Regions from separate parts of the Ovis aries genome. Here region 1 is linked to region 2. A link is a contact called in public Hi-C data. All regions are on one chromosome and are shown on one strand. Each heading gives the region's core, a stretch centred on a gene start, on an enhancer-like site or on the middle of the called end of the contact. The rest is flanking DNA. Distances are from core to core; before and after follow the strand shown.

What was found. Hi-C and Micro-C count contacts between places; a contact is called where the count stands out from the background.
Region 1: a Hi-C map of hypothalamus shows a contact between it and region 2, with 6 times the contacts expected there. The contact joins the enhancer-like site here to the promoter of RPRD1A in region 2. A contact is called at or near these places in 6 of 16 Hi-C or Micro-C datasets (hypothalamus, liver, muscle and 3 more).

The regions. Positions count from the first base shown.
Region 1 is chr23:21,683,386-21,688,205 of ARS-UI_Ramb_v3.0, forward strand. No RefSeq gene overlaps it. Among named protein-coding and RNA genes, the nearest start is that of C23H18orf21, 180 kb to the left of the region's middle. Within about 2 kb of position 2,711, at least 11 of the 54 cell types and tissues checked have an H3K27ac peak or open chromatin away from gene starts, as enhancers often do. A contact at or near this core is called in hypothalamus and liver, where this site is marked.
Region 2 is chr23:21,415,318-21,420,258 of ARS-UI_Ramb_v3.0, forward strand. It overlaps RPRD1A (regulation of nuclear pre-mRNA domain containing 1A), which reads left to right and starts at 3,491. Exons shown (of 7, transcript XM_004020428.6): 1 at 3,491-3,796. The coding sequence starts at 3,646.

The sequences.
Region 1 (4,820 bases), core at 1,461-3,960, 270 kb after region 2:
TGCTTATTATTTCCACCTCCAACTTACTCTGGGTTTATTTTTCTCTCCCTCCTTCCCACCTCCCCTCATTTTTTTTTTATAGGCGAAGCTTAGATGGTTACTTTAAGATATTTCTTATTTTGTAATATAAGCATTTCAGGCAATAAATCCCCCTCCCACTTTAGCTACATCCCACAAATTTTGATGTGTTATATATTAATTTCCTTTCATTTTAATGTATTTTCAATTTTTCAATTTTCTATTTTAATTTATTTACATTCCAATTAAAGTATTTTCAATTTAATTTCCTTTGAGATTTCTTTTTTATGTGTGTTGTTTCTTTGGCAGCGTTTGGAAAATTTTTAGTTATCTCTCTGTTACTGATTCCTAATTTAATTTCATTATAGTCAGAAAGCGTAGTTTGTATGATTTCAATCCTTTTAAATTTGTGAAGGTTTGATCTGTGACTCACGATACAGTCTGTCTTGGTAAATGCTCCGTGTGTGCTTGAAAAGACTGGCATGTTCTATCGATAGCAATTAACTCCAGTTAGCTGATGGTTTGTTCAGTTCTATCCTTGCTAATTCTCTGTTTATGTAACGTGTTACATACAGAAGAGAGCTTCTCTGTGTAACACAAACAAAAGTAGCCAGATAATTCTTGCCTGGAGAATCCTGTGGACAGAGGAGCCCCGTGGAGCCCTACAGTCCATGGGGTCACAAAGAGACAGGACTGAACAGCTAACGCTTTCACTTTTTTCAGAGAAGAGTGCTGCAGCTTCTAAATTTCATTGTAGATATGTCTACCACTCATTGGAAAAGACTCTGATGCTGGGAGGGATTGGGGGCAGGAGGAGAAGGGGACGACCGAGGAAGAGATGGCTGGATGGCATCACCGACTCAGTGGACATGAGTTTGGTAAATTCCAGGAGTTGGTGATGGACAGGGAGTGCTGGCGTGCTGCGATTCATGGGGTCGCAAAGAGTCGGACACGACTTAGCGACTGGACTGAACTGAGCCACCACTTTCTTGCTCTGACAGTTTTTGCTTCTTATATTTTGAAGCTCTACTCTCAGGTGTTTATACATTTAGAAGTGTTTTCCCTTCTTGGTGGATTGATTCTTCTAACAATGTGTAATGTCTCTCTTTAAATCTGCTAATTTCTTTGCTCTGAAGTTTACTTTGATATTACTATAGCTACCCTTCTTTGATTCGTTGGGGTTTCCAAGGTTTTGTGGTTTTTTTTTTTTTCATACTTTCTCTTTTTAACCTACCTATATTATAATAGGGGCTTGCCAGGTGGCGCTGGAGGTTAAGAATCCACCTGCCAGTGCAGGAGATGCAAGAGACATGGGTTTGATCCCTAGGTCGGAAAGATCCCCCGGAGTAGGAAATGGCACTCCACTTCAGTATTCTTGCCTGGAAAATGTGGTGGGCAGAGGAGCCTGGCAGACTACAGTCCATGGGGCCACAGAGTCGGACACGACTGAGCTCACATGTGAAGAGAGTTTCTTGCAGATAGCAGGTACTTGGGTCATTTTTAAAAAAAATCCATTCTGCCAAACTGTTTCTTGAATTGGTGTGTTTACCGTATTTACACTTAACATAATTATTAACATGCATAGATCCAGACCTCCCCTTTTCGTTTCCCATTTGTGCCCTCTGTTTTTCATTCTTGTGTTTCCCCTGCCTACCTTTGTTTAGGATACTTACACTTTTTTTGGCTGTGTGGGTGGCATGTGGGAGGATCTTAGTTCCTGAACCAGGGGGCCAACCCCTGCCCCTTGCAATAGAAGCAGAGTCTTAACCACTGAACTACTAGAGAATTCCCTTAAAATATTTTTAGTATCCCATTTTAAGTTATCCAGTATATTTTTGACATTACCTCTTCACATAATTTCTTCAGTGTTGCGAGAGACAATTTTCTTTGAGCACCTTGCTCTCCTACATCTTTTACTGTGCATGCAAAGAATGTGAAGCCCTGACCCCTGTTTTGCCTGGGCCATTTGGTGTCACGGGGTTGGGCACAAAGGACGGAGGATGCTGATGGGAAGGTGGTGGCCTGCACAGAGGAAGAAAGAAACCCTTGGGCCCACGCACCAGGCACCAGACCCTGGGAGCAGTAAGTGGCAAGCTCAGGTGGAGACCCTGGAGGAGGGGAGACAGGAAACTGGCCCTGTTTCTTTCCTGCTGCTCCCACCGTCCGCCGGTGGGAAGGGCTAGCTCCACGGCCCTGTTTGTTCCCTGATAACCCAGCCAGGGGAAAACGTGGCGTCCTGGTGTAAGGGACTCTCATCACTGTAATCCCTGCCTCCTGTGCAGGTGAGACTCCTGGGTCCATGTTCTCCTGGATTAAAAAGGCTCCGAAACTCAAAGGACAGGGTTCTGGCAAAGTTTGCAGAAGGGCATGAAACCTTCAGTGGCCTTGTGGGCGAGGTCCTATGGGCCATTCACCGTCCTGTGGTTGTGACTTCTGCCACGGAACGGAGGGGCAGAACCGAGGTGTTTAGTGCCTTCCCACTGGGTGAGTGACGGAGGGGATTCTCCTGCCCGGGGTCCCCGCGGGTACAGAAGTGCTAGAGCAACATCCAGGCCACATCCTCCCCTCCCTAAACCACCCCTGGTGCTCCAGCAGAAACAAAACGGAATTCCAGCTAGTGGAGAACAGTTTCAACGGTTTAATGGCTGCCACGCTACGCAGAGGCATTGCCTAGTATAACAGTGCCACCTGCTGGACAAGCTACCTACTACACTTTTTGTTTTTGGATTTGAGGGCCGTTATTGTGAACAGCGGCGCTCAGTTGTGCCTGACTCTTCATGTCTCTTTGTGACCCCCATGGACTGTAGCCCTACAAGCTAGGCTTCAACTGTATGTGAATTGAGAACTTTCAGATGTACAAACTGGGCTTAGAAAAGGGAAAGGTAACAGAGATTAAATTACCAACATCCGCTGGATCATCGAAAAAGCAAGAGAGTTCCAGAAAAACATCTACTTCTGCTTCATTGATTATGCTAAAGCCTTTGACTGTGTGGATCACAACGAACTGTGGAAAATTCTTCAAGAGATGGGAATACCAGACCATCTGACCTGCCTCCTGAGAAATCTGTATGTAAGTCAAGAAGAAACAATTAAAACTGGACATGGGACAAGGGACTGGTTCCAAATTGGGAAAACAGTACGTCAAGGTCGTATATTGTCACCCTGCTTATGTAACTTATATGCAGAGTACATCATGCAAAATGCCAGGCTGGATGAAGCACAAGCTGGAATCAGGATTGCTGGAGAAATGTCAACAACCTCAGATATGCATATGATACCACCCTAACAACAGAAAGTGAAGAGGAACTAAAGAGCCTCTTGATGAGGGTGAAAGAGGAGAGTGAAAAAGCTGGCTTAAAACTCAACATTCAAAAAACTAAGCTCATGGCATCCGGTCCCATCACTTTATGGCAAATAGATGGGGAAAAAGTAGAAACAGTGGCAGATTTTATTTTCTTGGGATTCACAGTTACTGCTGATGGTGACTGCAGCCATGAAATCAAAAGATGCTTGCTCCTTTGAACAAAAACTATGACAAACCTAAATGGCATATTAAAAAGCACAGACATTACTTTGCCAACAAAGTCCATGTAGTCAAAACTATGGTTTTTCCAGTAGTCATGTATGAATGTGAGAGTTGGACAATAAAGAAGGCTAACCCTGCTTATTTAACTTCTATGCAGAGTACATCATGAGAAACGCTGGGCTGGAAGAAGCACAAGCTGGAATCAAGATTGTTGGGAGAAATATCAATAACCTCAGATATGCAGATGACACCACCCTCATGGCAGAAAGTGAAGAGGAACTAAAAAGCCTCTTGATGAAAGTGAAAGAGGAGAGTGAAAAAGTTGGCTTAAAGCTCAACAGTCAGAAAACGAAGATCGTGGCATCTGGTCCCATCACTTCATGGGAAATAGATGGGAAACAGTGGAAACAGTGTCAGACTTTATTTTTTTTTTGGCTCCAAAATCACTGCAGATGGTGATTGCAGCCATGAAATTAAAAGACACTTACTTCTTGGAAGGAAAGTTATGATCAACATAGATAGCATATTGAAAAGCAGAGACATTACTTTGCCAACAAAGGTCTGTGTAGTCAAGGCTATGGTTTTTCCAGTGGTCATGTATGGATGTGAGAGTTGGACTGTGAAGAAAGCTGAGCACCGAAGAATGATGCTTTTGAACTGTGGTGTTGAAGAAGACTCTTGAGAGTCCCTTGGACTGCAAGGAGATCCAACCAGTCCATTCTAAAGGAGATCAGCCCTGGGTGTTCTTTGTAAGGAATGATGCTAAAGCTGAAACTCCGATACTTTGGCCACCTCATGCAAAGAGTTAACTCATTGGAAAAGACTCTGATGCTGGCAGGCATTGGGGGCAGGAGGAAAAGGGGATGACAGAGGATGAGATGGCTGGATGGCATCACTGACTTGATGGACGCGAGTCTGAGTGAACTCTGGGAGTTGGTGATGGACAGGGAGGCCTGGCATGCTGCTATTCATGGGGTCGCAAAGAGTCGGACATGACTGAGCGACTGAACTGAACTGAACTGAACTGAGTGCCAAAGAATTGATGCTTTTGAACTGTGGTGTTGGAGAAGACTCTTGAGAGTCCCTTGGACTGCAAGATCAACCCCGAATATTCATTGAAAGGACTGATGCTGAAATTGAAGCTCCAATATTTTGGCCACCTGATGGGAAGAGCTGACTCACTAGAAAAGAACCTGATACTGGGAAAGAAAGATTTGGGCAGGAGGAGAAGGGGGAAGGAGAGGATAAGATGATTGGATGGCATCACTGACTCAAT
Region 2 (4,941 bases), core at 2,241-4,740:
AGGTTCAATCCCTGGTTGGGGAACTAAGTTCCCCCAGGCCACATGGTAAGGCAAAAAAAAAAAAAAAAAATTGTTATTAATTGAATTTAGGCTTCCCTGGTGGCTTAGTGGTAAAGAATCTGCCTACCAATGCAGGAGACATGGGTCCTATCCCTGGGTCAGGAAGATTCCCTGGAGAAGGACATGGCAGCCCACTCCAGTATTCTTGCTTGGGAAATTCCATGGACAGAAGAGCCTGGTGGGTTACAATCCATGGGGTCACAAAGAATTGGATACAACTTAGCGACTAAATAACAACAAATTGAATTTAGTTAACCAGAAATCAACTGATGGTGGAAAAGATACTAGAGGGGACTGGGTGGCACTCAAAGGAAAGTGGATGCAAACCCAACAGTTAGTTTTATTACATGTTTTAGCTAAAAGACAAGAAAATCACATTAGGCGTTAGGTATTATACCCAGGACTAACTGAAGACAAAAAGTGGGAAGCATCCAATAGGATGCTTGGAAGCATGTCTGTGGGTTGTTGGTGCTCCCTCCATCAAGAGGAGGTCTCCATTGTGCTTCCAGCACAGAGGGTACAGGTTTGATCCTTGGTCAGCGAACTAAGATCTCACATGCCATGTGATGCAGTCAAAAATTTTTTTTAAAGAAGTAGAGTCTATGTCCATGAATGGAGTGGGCTTTGACTGTGTTGTCTAATAGAAAAGATAGAAGCAATTTTGTGTGACCTCCAGGTGCCCCTGGGACACTCACTCTAGAGACTTCTGCAGTTGTCTAAGAGATCTGTGTATCCTGGAGTTGCCATGTGAAGAGATCATGTGAAGATGAAGAAGGGAGGGAGGGAGGGAAGTGGGGAAAGGGAGAGAGGTGAAGAAGAGGAAGAGGAAGAAGAGGAGGAGATGAGAAGATAAGAAAAGAGAGAGAAGGGAGGAGAAGAGATGGATCTGAGGGCTCTAGCTCTTTCACCTCCCAGTGGTTTCAGTCTCTCCAGCCCAGGCATCAAACATGAGCAAGGAATCCTTTGAGGTGATTCTAGCCATAATCTGACTGTGACCGCATAAATGCTAACTGACCTTGGTCATTCCTCAAGTTTTTGAGCCAAAATAAAATGATTGTTATTGTTTGAAAAGTCACTCTTTGGGGACGGTTTAATATGTTTCACGAGACAACTGGAACAATGAATTGATAATGGCTTGTGTCCCTCTAATTGAGAGACTTGAACCCAGGGATCAATACCTTGGAATTTTACTGTCGTGTAACTTGATACCAGCACTTGCTTAGGTCCTTCTTATTGAAATTTTCTCTGATCGTCTTCATAACCTAAAAGCTCCTGGTCTAAAAGTATATAGAAGCTGGCTAGGTGACTGGTGAAGACAGTAGCCATGCATACCTTTTGGTGATAAGATTGAACAGCTTTCCCTCATTTATTATATTTAGTACTATTATCAGAATAGAGGGGAGTAATATATTGTATAAAGGATTAATTTATGATAACCTGAGAGCACTGAAAAAATCTCTCTACTCTTTCAGTTCATAAAATGTATTAGACATATTACCATTTGACAAGAACATTCAAATCTGGAAACTTGTAAGTGAAATCTTTTGTACCCTGTTACTGTATGTCTTTGTATACGAACATCAGTATGCTTCTTTTAACTGGAGAAATACACCATTGAACATAAGTTTATTAATGATTTACATATACAGAGCACAAGGAATTATAGCTATCATCTTCTAATAACTTAAAATAGAGTATAATCTACAAAAATGCTGAGTCACTATTTGTACACCTGAAGCTAATATAATATTGTAAATCAACTACACTTCAATTAAAAATAAAAAATTCTTAAGTAAAAAAAAAAAACTTACACAAAATTTAACTTAAAACTGAACTTTTTTTAGCTTGTAAATTTTCTTTTATCCTAAGTTTGGCAAACATAAGAGCCCTCATAACCGTTTGGGTCCATTACAATGTGGAGAATGTGAAATAAATGTAGTCATTGCTATTAGGTTTCTTTTTTTTTTTTACTGAAATAAAATGCACATAACATAAAATTAACCATTTGAAAACATACATTAATCGCATTTAGTACATCTTTGGGCTTCCATGGTGGCTCAGACAGTAAAGAATCAGCCTTCAATGCAAGAGACCTGGGTTTGATCCCTGGGTCGAGAAGATCCCTTGGAGGGGAATGGCTATTAACTCCAGTATTCTTGCCTGCAGAATTCCATGGACAGAGAAGACTGGCAGGCTAAGTCCATGAGGTGGCAAAGAACTGGACACGACTGAGTGACTAACACACATCTACAATGTTTTGCAGCCCCTGCTTCAAATAAATAGGTCTATTTGATGCCTACTTGGTGGAAAGTTCTTAAGCAGTGCGTCTCAAAACATGGCTTAGGCATTCCTGTGGTTTCTTATGTACCTTTTTTTTTGCATTCATATTTAGAATATGATAGTATCTCCTCTTCTGTTTCTTTTGTGATGTATCATAATTCAGACAAATGCTATGTCAAAATGTGCTGAATTATGAGAATTCTGAAATTAGTTTTAAATTCTGTAATACATGAATATGTTCTTGTGAAAGATGAAAAAATTCAGAGCTTAAGGGGCGCCAATTCTTATCCTGTCTTTACACCACTATTAATGCAATGTGTATTTTTCTAGACCTTTTTGCCATGCCTTTATATACTTATGAATTCTTATAAAATATACATTTTTATAAAAGAAACATTATTCTGTATCTTTTTTTTGCAACTTAAAAAAAACACAACCCACCACTGGATTTATAAATCTTTTAAACTACTGCATGTATTCTGTAATATGAACTATCACAAATAATTTAGCCATTTACTTAAAGTCCCAACCCCTCTCTGTTATGCAGCTGGACCACACAACGCCTGGTGTTCAAGGGATTTTTAATTACCCCTTTGGAGACATAGTTTCCCCCAGAAGAAAGGTTCTAGGCCTGGCAAACGTGCTAGTGTTTTCCTAGCATTGTTAGCAGTTAGGGAAATCGCAGGGTCACAAGAAAGGTGTATAATAAAATGGACTATATCACGCCATATTATCTTCCAAAGTGGCTGTACTAAATTTAAATACCTATGTAGATTTTAACTACCGCTTGGGAAACAGACCTTCTCCTAGGAGCTTGGCCAACCCCGCCCCGCCTCCCGCCCAGACCCGCCCCGCCTCCCGCCCAGGCCCGCCCCGCCTCCCGCCCAGGCCCGCCCCGCCTCCCGCCCAGGCCCGCCCCGCCTCCCGCCCAGGCCCGCCCCGCCTCCCGCCCAGGCCCGCCCCGCCTCCCGCCCAGGCCCGCCCCGCCTCCCGCCCAGACCCGCCCCGCCTCTTCAGCACTAGCCTCGGTCCCGCCTCTTCAGCACTAGCCTCGGTCCCGCCTCTTCCGCTAGGAGTTCCCGCCTCTCGGCCGCGCCTGGTCGGGGGGCGGGGCATCGGCCAGCCGTGACGTCACTGCCGGCTGGACGCCATCTTGCTGGTTTGCGGCCGGTGTTGGATGTGGCGGCAGTGGTGGTGAGGGCGTGGGGAAGGGTGGGGTGAGGGGGCGAGGCCGCGGCGGGGGCGGCGAAAGTCTCCTCCGCTCAGCCCCACCGCGTGGGACGGCGCAAACGCGGTGCCGGAGGGATGTCCGCTTTCTCCGAGGCGGCGCTGGAGAAGAAGCTGTCGGAGTTGAGCAACTCGCAGCAGAGCGTGCAGACCTTGTCCCTGTGGCTCATCCACCATCGCAAGCACTCGCGACCCATCGTCACCGTGTGGGAGCGGGAGCTGCGGAAAGGTGAGTCGGCCGCTCCTCGCCCCCCGGCCTTTTCCCTGGCGCCTCCGGGACCCCCCTCCCCGCGCTCCTTGGGATCCCCACTCCCCCAGCGACCCCAGCCCCCGGGTGCCCTGCACCGCCCCTACCCGGCGCCCCGGGCTCCCTGGCGTCGGTGGGCTGCCGGCGAGGAGGAGCGGCGTGCACCGCGCTTCCTGCGAAGCGATGTTTAGTAGGTGTTGTTGGATAAGATATAAAGGATTAGTGCTATGTTTAACGTGGAAACAGTAGCCAGGGGCTCAGGACTCCACTACTAATTACACTCAGAAATTTAGCAGTCAGGTTTTTTTTTTTTTTCATTGTGTACAGTCTAATGGAGGATAGGGGGAAGGGCAAAATTGGGAAGTATGGAAAGTAAAAGATTGTTATGGGGTTGGGAGATGATTTTATTTCTATAACACAAAACTATCTTGTAAAATCAAGACAGGAATCAGTTTTTAGACTGGGGGAGTCTAAAATAAGATGCATGATGTAATGGAAAGAATCCTGAATTTGTGGATTTTAGAGGACTGTAGATTCTAGGAGGACCTGGATTAGGGAGATTTCTTAATTTCTGGATTGCACGTGGCTCACCTGAAAATGTATTAGTTAAGTGATCTAAGGTACTTTCTTGGTCTATTATTACACGTCTTTAGGGTAGTGTCTTTATTTTACAAAGCATTCGATAGTGCTTCTGTAAGTGAAGTTAACTTTTTTCCAGCTGAAATCTGCTGTCACTAAAATATCTAGAAGAATCATTTCATTACTGCAGAGCAAATTTTTCCAGGAGAACCGACTGTATGATGGTGCGACTGAAAATTAAAATATTTGATCTGCTTAGTCTGGATTTATACCTTAATTTATTGGATAAAGAGAGTAGACTCTTTAATTATTGTTTCAGGCATCCGGATGTACCTGATATTATGAATTAAGCATTTTAGCTAACAGTTATTAATCAAATAAATGCTTGTGTACTGATCCATACGAAAGCCATATGTTGTATTAATACCCTATCCAAATTATTTATATAGAAAGGAGACAAGCTGTGATTTTCTTGTGTATTTGCTTGTTGTTAATTACTTAGAAAAAACTGATGTAGAGTCCTGTTTTTCACTTCATATGTTAAGTGT